Linked DNA regions of Callithrix jacchus: region 1 is linked to region 2. A link is a contact called in public Hi-C data. All regions are on one chromosome and are shown on one strand. Each heading gives the region's core, a stretch centred on a gene start, on an enhancer-like site or on the middle of the called end of the contact. The rest is flanking DNA. Distances are from core to core; before and after follow the strand shown. Region 1 overlaps MAP2K6 (mitogen-activated protein kinase kinase 6). Region 2 overlaps MAP2K6 (mitogen-activated protein kinase kinase 6).

Region 1 (3,979 bases), core at 178-2,677, 170 kb after region 2:
GCTTTCAGACGTCAAGCCTTCTAACGTACTCATTAATGCTCTTGGTCAAGTGAAGATGTGCGATTTTGGAATCAGTGGCTACTTGGTGGACTCTGTAGCTAAAACAATTGATGCAGGTTGCAAGCCATACATGGCCGTAAGTACCTTAGCTAGGGTGACATCTGGTCATATTACTGCTGACAAATCATGCTGGGAAATAAGAGAGGGATGGCCACAGAGGGAAAATGGAAATGTGCCTGAGACTCCAGAAGTAGTCTGCCTCTTAGTTTTTCTTAAACATTTCCTGTCTGAAATCTTCAGCCACTTGCTTCATATATGGTCTTAGTTTGTTCAGGCTGCCATAGCAAAATAACGTAAATCAGGCAGCCTATAAACAACAGAAATTTATTTCTCACCACTTTGGAAGCTAGGAAATTCAAGAGCAAGGCACCAGAAGATTTGGTGTCTGATGAGGGTTCACTTTTCTCAGGATCATACATAGTACCTTCCTGCTTAGTCCTCACATGGTGAAAGGGGTGAAGGATCTCTCTAGGGCTTTTTTTATAAAGAGACCAATCTGTTCATTAGTGTTCCACCTTTATGACTTAATCACCTCCCAAAGGCCCTGCCTCTGATACCATCACATGTGCAATTAGGTTTTACCATGTGGATTTTGGTGGGGCACAAACATTCAGACCATAGTTACTTATGTGTTACTTTGAAAAAATCAAGTGAAAGAGATATGTTGTTTGAAAAAATATATACACAATACATATAGCCTGCACAGTTTTCCAGACTGTGTTGCAGGGGAGTATTACCTTGTTTGTTGAAGACAAAATAATAAGTAGAAGTTAAACTACCCAAGCAAGGCAGTGAGGTTAGTCAAGAGAGGACCTCAAGGCTATGAAGATTCACTGCCATTAGCAGAGATCTTGGAATCCCCTTTAACTGAAAGAACGGACACTATATTCTATCTGGAAATAGACTTGTGCTTTTATTTGAAAAGCTTCCTGTCTGTGTTAGCTAAAATTGCTCAGGTCTATTAGCCTGGAACAGTAGCCCATTGACTCTTGTTTTTCTGAGTTCTGGACTATTAATGTTTTTAACAAGGATAATTCTAGATGGTCAAAGTAGCTTTATAACATATGCCCTATTTCTTCTTAAGGCGAATTTGAAATTTGTTATGAAGGGAACTTGATCCATTACTGTGTCCAAGAAAAGACAAACACAGAAGAAGGGAAACCCCATGGAGACATTGTTATTTATTGTAGTTAACTGGGTCTTTTTGGCCTGGGAGGCATGTTAACAGCTTACAACAACTTACTTGGATGCTACCCCCATCCCCAGAGACTATTGAACTAAGAATGTTATCTCAATTGTCTTCCTAGTTTCTCAGTTGTCTGTTTCCTTTCCAGCCTGAAAGAATAAATCCAGAGCTCAACCAGAAGGGATACAGTGTGAAGTCTGACATTTGGAGTCTGGGCATCACGATGGTAGTGTATGCCAATCATCATGAACTATGAGGCTGTGGGCATGAAACTTGAATGAGGTAGACATTGAGGCCAAGAAACAAATGCCCTAAATGCTGGTTTGGGGCACCCTCTCCTGCTGAGATGGCAGGAGATTTTGAGTAATAATTGTTTGTAGTGTGGTATAGTAGAAATACTGATATGGGATTGGGGAAATCAGTTTTTCTTTTGATTCCACTTCTGATGAGCTATATGCCTTTTTGAGTAATTGTTACAGTCACATGGACTATCTTGCTATCCTCGTCTGTAAAATAAGAGGGTCTGACTAGATTCCTTGTAGTTTAAAATTAAATTATTCAAGCCAAGGCAAGAAGCTTAAGCTATGCAAAGAATGCTAATCTATATCAACCCTGATAGGGCTGTGATATCCAGGACATAGGGTATGCTTCCCAGGATATTTTTATTGGAGAAGTAGAAGTAAAAGTCTGATGAGGTGAGTATATTAGTTCATTTTCACACTGCTGATAAGTGCATACCCAAGACTGGGTAATTTAAAAGAAAAAGAGGTTTAATGGACTCACAGTTCCATGAGGCTGTGGAGGTCTCATAATCGTGGTGGAAGGTGAAAGGTATATCTTACATAGCGGCAGACAAGAGAGAATGAGAGAGCCAAGTGAAAAGGGAAACACCTCATAAAATCATCAGATCTCGTGAGACTTTGTCACTACCATGAGAACTGCAGAACAGTATGAGGGAAACTGCACCCCCATGATTCAATTATCTCCTGCTGGGTCCCTCCCACAACATGTAGGAATTATGGGAGGTACAATTTAAGATGAGATTTGGGTGGGGACACAGCCAAACCATATCAGTCAGGTATCTCCTCAGTGTATGATAACCAATAGGATTATTTCCTTAGACATGGCCATAAAGTTATTGATTTATTCAGATCTTATTCATAACTTTGGTGATCATAAATTTTATAACTTCGGTGGTCATACATTTTCAGTGTATCACCAAGGTCTGGAATTATCCACTGTGGTGCTGGCTCCTCCCCAGGCACAGCAGCTGAATAAATCCCGTGAGTTATTTCTCCTGCCTGCTCAGAAAACACATGATCCTGTAATGCAAAGTGGCCTTTTCTCAAGTCCAAAAAAAGATCAGTCATTTGGTCCTAGGTTGCTTTCTTTCCCCTGTCATTTCACCAAGGCTCCTGCAGGTGGCAGTATATGCTCAGCTCTGGAAACGTCTTAGGCTGGGAATTACTTTTCAGACCAAACATTTGAAGTACTGGTAGCTTTACATCCTGAAGTTTAATACTGTTGGCTTGCAATTTTTATGAAGTACCACAGTGAGTTTTAGTGAGGGGCCTGGTTTTAGATAGGCTTAAGTGGCTGTGTCTAGTAAGTAATATTAAAAAAATCCCTAGGACTAGGAATTTGGGGAAAATTGCTAAAGAATAGATTATTAGTTTATTCTCTGCCCCCCCCCACACCCCCCGACTTATACTTCAATTTTGCTTTGTGTTTCCCTCTGCCTATCCACAGATGAAACACGGGTGATTCCCTAAAGCAGCCCTGTTGAAACTGTTGTCTCCTTGTTTCCTCTCTCCTCCAGATTGAGTTGGCCATCCTTCGATTTCCCTATGATTCATGGGGAACTCCATTTCAGCAGCTCAAACAGGTGGTAGAGGAGCCATCACCACAACTCCCAGCAGACAAGTTCTCTGCAGAGTTTGTTGACTTTACCTCACAGTGGTAAGAGAGTCTCACCTCCCAAGTGTCAGTGCAAAAGAAGAAGAGTTTTCATGAGTTTCTTCCATCGGGGTTGAACCATCATGCATACATTCATTCTGAAAGCATTTGTGGAGTATGCCCTCTCTGCTGGAGAAGGAAAGATGACCATATCACATTTGCTGCCCTCACTGAGCCCAAAGTCAAGTAGGGAAGTCTCATAAATGAATAATTATAGCATAATGTGGCAAGTCCAGTGATGGAGATAGGGGCATGGACAATTTAAGGAACTCAGAGGGAAGACCTCAGGAGAGGCTTTTCTGGAGGAGATAAATCTGGAGCTGAGTCCATGGGAGGTATTTTCCAAGCAAAAGGGAAATAGGGAAGGAAAGATATTCCAAACAGAAGGAACATCATTCACAATGTCACAAAAGCAAGAAACTCCTTCATATGAGCTTTAATCAATTTGATATTGATGAGAACACAAAGAGAAAGCTGGATGGGACCCACTACAGGTCTGGGGATAGAGAGCAGAGGCAAAGAATTACTTTAGGTGAGAAGATAATGGGTAGTTTGAGAGTGTTTCTTAGGTCCCCAGAAGTCTTGTAGAACCTTGGCTGCTACTGAATACTTGCTAACTATGGAGAAACTTGCTTACAAGGGCATAATGGATGATGCTGGAGTTCTGGGAAGGGAATTCAAAGAAAGTTGGAATGGAAAGAGGGAGGGAGCCATACTCATGTGGTAGACTGTATTTCCATGATAACTGACAGGGCAGTCAAGAAAAGTAACAGAGGG
Region 2 (4,535 bases), core at 1,482-3,981:
GCTAAAGAAGACAGCTTTAACTCTCTATAATTTTATCTCTGACCTAACTAAATCAGTAGCAAACACCAATTTCTTAGCCACCCCCTTCCTTCCTCCAAACTGCCTTTGGCAAAATCCCTAACCTAGGATCCTTCTATGAGACTGATTTAAGTAATAACTCTGTCTCTCATGCAGTGTGGCCATGTGGCATGGCTGGCCTCACGCCAGTTAAACTCTTTCTTCACTGCAATGCTGTGGTCTTTATCTGTGTAGCAGGCAGGATGAACCCATTCAGTGGTTACAGATTTTGCACAGGGACAGAAACATTAAAGCGGCTTTAAAGATGCAGATTGAAACCACAGTTCCAACACATACTAGCTGTATAATCACGGGGAGATAAATTAACATCTCCTAGTCTCAGTTTCTTCATCTGTAGCATAATAGTAAGCCCAATGTATTACATTGAGGTAATACAAGTGACACACTTAGTATATAGCCTAGTACAAACTAATCACTTAATACTGTTATTTTTCATTCATTCATTTAATTAATTAATTTATTTATTCATTTATTTTTTTGAGACAGAGTCTTGCTTTGTTGCCCAGGCTGGAGTGCAGTGGCATGGTCTCTGCCAACTTCAATCTCCTCCTCCTGGGTTCAAGCAATTCTTGGGCCTCAGCCTCCCAAGTAGCTTGGATTTCAGGCATCTGCCTCCATGCCCAGCTAATTTTTGTGTTTATAGTAGAGACATGTTTTTGCCATATTGGCCAGGCTGGTCTCAAACAGCTGACCTCAAGTGATCATCCTACCTCAGCCTCCCAAAGTGTTGGGATTACAGGCGTGAGCCACCATGCCCAGCCCTGTTATTTTTCTTTAGGATCAGGGGCTTGATAACATCTAATTTGTCTAAAATTTGCCAACATATAATTTTGGACACTCTTGACAAAGCTGTTTTACCATTTTTATGTCACATTTATGTTTTATTAGAGAAAGTTCTTTCTTGGCGGAAAATACCAATATATTCAATTCTCTAGAACCTGGCTGAAGTGTAGTGACATGGAATAGCCATACCTCTCCTAAGGTATCCTCTGATACCACTTATCCTGGGGTGTACATTTAGGTCAATAGAAAGAAGAGGAACACCATCTAATTTTCTATAGGAATCAAAATATTCTTTAAATTACACTCAAGTCTTTTCTAAAAGTCTCAACCGACACTATGCAAATATTACTTTCCAGCCTGCTTTCAATTTTATTAGAACCTAATATAAGGAAACATCTTTATTCTATACAATTATTTTTTTAAAATAGGCATTTTCCACACTGAAATGAACACAGAGGAAGAATTAAATTTGAACCTAATTTCATTTCAAGTAAATTATGGACACTTATTTGCATCTTTTCTGTTCAATTTATAGCACACATTAGATATTTAAGAAATTAGAATTGTTATACCCCTGTTACTGGAAAGGAGTCCTGATCCAGACTCCAAGAGAGGGTTCTTGGATCTCGTGGGAGAAAGAATTCAAGGCAGTCCATAAAGCAAGTGAAAGCAAGTTTATTAAGTGAAAGCAAGTTTATTAAGAAGGAAAAGGAATAAAGCAGCCCCGAGGGCTGAGGATTGCCCATTTTCATGGTTATTTCTTGATTATATGCTAAACAAGGGGTGGACTATTTATACTTCCCCTTTTTGGACCATGTAGGGTAACTTCCCAATGTTGCTATGGCATTTGTAAACTGTCATGGTGCTGTTGGGAGTGTAGCAGTGAAGACCACCAGAGGTCACTGTCATTGTCTTCTTGGTTTTGGTGGGTTTTAGCCAGCTTCTTTATGCAACCTGTTTTATCAGCAAGGTCTTTATGACCTGTATCTTTTTTTGTGTGTGTGAGACGGAGTTTCACTCTTGTCGTCCAGGCTGGAGTGAATGGCGCAATCTCGGCTCACTGCAACCTCTGCTTCCTGGGTTCAAGTGATTCTCCTGCCCCAACCTCCCGAATAGCTAGGATTATAGGCATGCCCCACCATGCCCAGCTAATTTTGTATTTTTAGTAGAGACAGGGTTTCTCCATGTTGGTCAGGCTGGTCTCGAACTCCCGACCTCAGGTGATCCACTCGCTTTGGTCTCCCAAAGTGCTGGGATTACAGACATGAGCCACGGCACCCAGCATGACCTATATCTTATGCCGACCTCCTATTTCATTCTGTGACTAAGAATACTTTAATGAGTGCAGCCTAGTAGGTCTCAGCCTTATTTTACCAAGCTTCTATTCAAGATGGAGTTTGTTCTGGTTCAAACACCTCTGACCCCTGAACTTCTAAATTGAAAAAAAAAAAAAAAGTATCACTGAAGTGACTTCTTTTTAGAACCATGGAGGGTTTCTTTTCTGAAATGTAACATTTTCTATATGAAGAACTGACATTTTAATTCCATGCCCTACTCACTCATCACACTGCTGTAATCATCATTCCAATTCCTCAACTCAGTGGTTTGTTGTTGTGGGGTTTTTTTTCTATTTATGGTAGATAAAAACTAACATTGATGTTATAAAAATAACATTAAGATGCACATTCAGAGCCCATAAGAAAAACTTTCTGGGTTGAGGACATTTCTGGCTGGCTTTTCAGACAACAAAAGTCCGTTGACTTTTGAAATATCTTTTGTTTGACATTGGATTGTCCCCTTTTGCCTGCTTGATCAGAACAGGTGAATTTAATTTCCTCTTTTCTTTCTTCTATTATCAACTGCAGGCACCTCTTTAAGAGGACCCAGTAGGAGAGAACTGCCCTTGAAATGCTAAAATGGGGAAAACAGCTTGAGAATGTTATGAGGCAAGACAGACTGACGTGAAAGATATTTTCATCTCCATGCACTTGGTGCCAACTCAAGGCCAAGTTAGGAAAAGAGTCCATGATGTACTGTAAAGTAATACTGAATGGAACAGGTGAGTTAAGAATGGAGTAAGAATGGAAAAGTGAGTCAGACATAAAGTCACAACACCCTGAGTTTGTCCTCAAGATAATTATCAGTGGCATTAATTGGCAAATTTCTGTTGCTGTTTAATTGTAAACTAATTAATACTGCAAATATTTGCATTTTGTGGAGAGTACATTACACTGTTCTCAGTATAAAACTAGATGGGGAAGTGGAATTTAGTTTTAAACTCCAACATATCTCTTAAATCACTTATTTCTATTTCAAGCAGGAGAGAAAATTATTGTGCATGAAACCTATAATAATTTACGGTGTTTAACAAGAAAAGGAGAGTGTTCTGCAAGTAAGGGCTTTATTTAAATTTATTAAGGGAGAATGTATTTACACTTCTATGGCAATTTTTCGGTATGACTACTTTCTAACAAATATGAAATCTTTCTGTTCCAAATAGGTGAGTGGTTTAAATCAGAGAGCCTGTATCATGGTCTTTGATTGTTGATCCTGTTTTTACATGGCCTTGAAACAATCTCAGGTTTTTAATTCTTAGCTTTTCCTTTACATAACTATAAAAATGGAAATGATAAAATGCTGAAAGTTTTAAATGTTTGTATGTGTTTGTTTGCTTTGTTTTGGGATTCCCAAGTAGACATTTTTATTTCTATGAAATATTACTACACTGGGAACTTGAAAATACATGGGCAGATTCAGGGGCCAATGCCATAAAAATGAAGACAATTTTGATGAAACAAAACTTTAAAAGTATGAACTTTTAAATACTTTAAACATATATATTTTAGAATGAAGTTTAAAAAATTTTTTTTGAATGTTGTTGAGGGTACAGGGCAATAGAGCTTCTTATATACTGCCAGAGTAGTGTGTGTTGGTAACCTCTTTCTCAAAAGTAATTTATCAACATGTGTCAAGAACTTTAAAAATGTTTTTAAGCCAGGCGTGGTGGCTCACACCTGAATTCTAGCACTTCAGGAGGCTGAGGCAGCTGGATCACTTGAGACCAGGAGTTTGAGACCAACCTGGCTAACATGGTGAAACACCATCTCTAATGAAAATACAAAAACTACCCTGTCATGGTGGTACATGCCTGTTATCCCAGCTACTCGGGAGACTGAGGCACCAGAATCGCTTGAACCCTGGAGGCAGAGGTTGCAGTGAGCTGAGATCGTGTTACTGTACTCCAGCCTGAGTAACAGAGGGAAACTCTTTCCAAAAAAAAAAAACAAATGCATTTTTATTAGTTTGCATAGGCTGCCATAATAAAATTAAAATACCATAGACTCGGTGGCTTAACCAATAGAAATTTATTTCTCACAGTTCTGGAGGCTGGAGTCCAAGAAAAGGTGCCAGCTGATTTGATTTCTGGTGAGGGCTCTCTCTGGCTTATAGAGGGCTGCCTTCTTGCTATGTCCTCACAGAGCAGGGCTGCAGGGGAGAGAGAGAAATATCTTTCTCTTCTTATAAGACTGATAAGACTATAGTAGTCTTTCTATTGGTTAGGGTCCTACCCTTGTGACTTTATTTCCTAATGACCCTCTCTCCAGATATAGTCACATTGGAGATTAGGCCTAACTAACATATGAATTTGAGTGGGAAACATAACTCAGTAATAT

Evidence for each region. A called contact is a pair of places that touch in the nucleus more often than the background predicts.
Region 1: a contact with region 2 is called in a Hi-C map of skeletal muscle, with 2.7 times the contacts expected there. The contact joins two enhancer-like sites. A contact is called at or near these places in 2 of 3 Hi-C or Micro-C datasets (induced pluripotent stem cells and skeletal muscle).

The regions. Positions count from the first base shown.
Region 1 is chr5:125,534,339-125,538,317 of calJac240_pri, forward strand. It overlaps MAP2K6 (mitogen-activated protein kinase kinase 6), which reads left to right. Exons shown (of 14, transcript XM_078374516.1): 10 at 9-136; 11 at 1,395-1,472; 12 at 3,066-3,205. Among named protein-coding and RNA genes, the nearest start is that of MAP2K6, 200 kb to the left of the region's middle. Within about 2 kb of position 1,428, at least 2 of the 16 cell types and tissues checked have an H3K27ac peak or open chromatin away from gene starts, as enhancers often do. A contact at or near this core is called in skeletal muscle, where this site is marked.
Region 2 is chr5:125,362,205-125,366,739 of calJac240_pri, forward strand. MAP2K6 (mitogen-activated protein kinase kinase 6) reads left to right here. Exons shown (of 14, transcript XM_078374516.1): 3 at 2,727-2,920. The coding sequence starts at 2,887. Among named protein-coding and RNA genes, the nearest start is that of MAP2K6, 28 kb to the left of the region's middle. Within about 2 kb of position 2,732, at least 1 of the 16 cell types and tissues checked has an H3K27ac peak or open chromatin away from gene starts, as enhancers often do. A contact at or near this core is called in skeletal muscle, where this site is marked.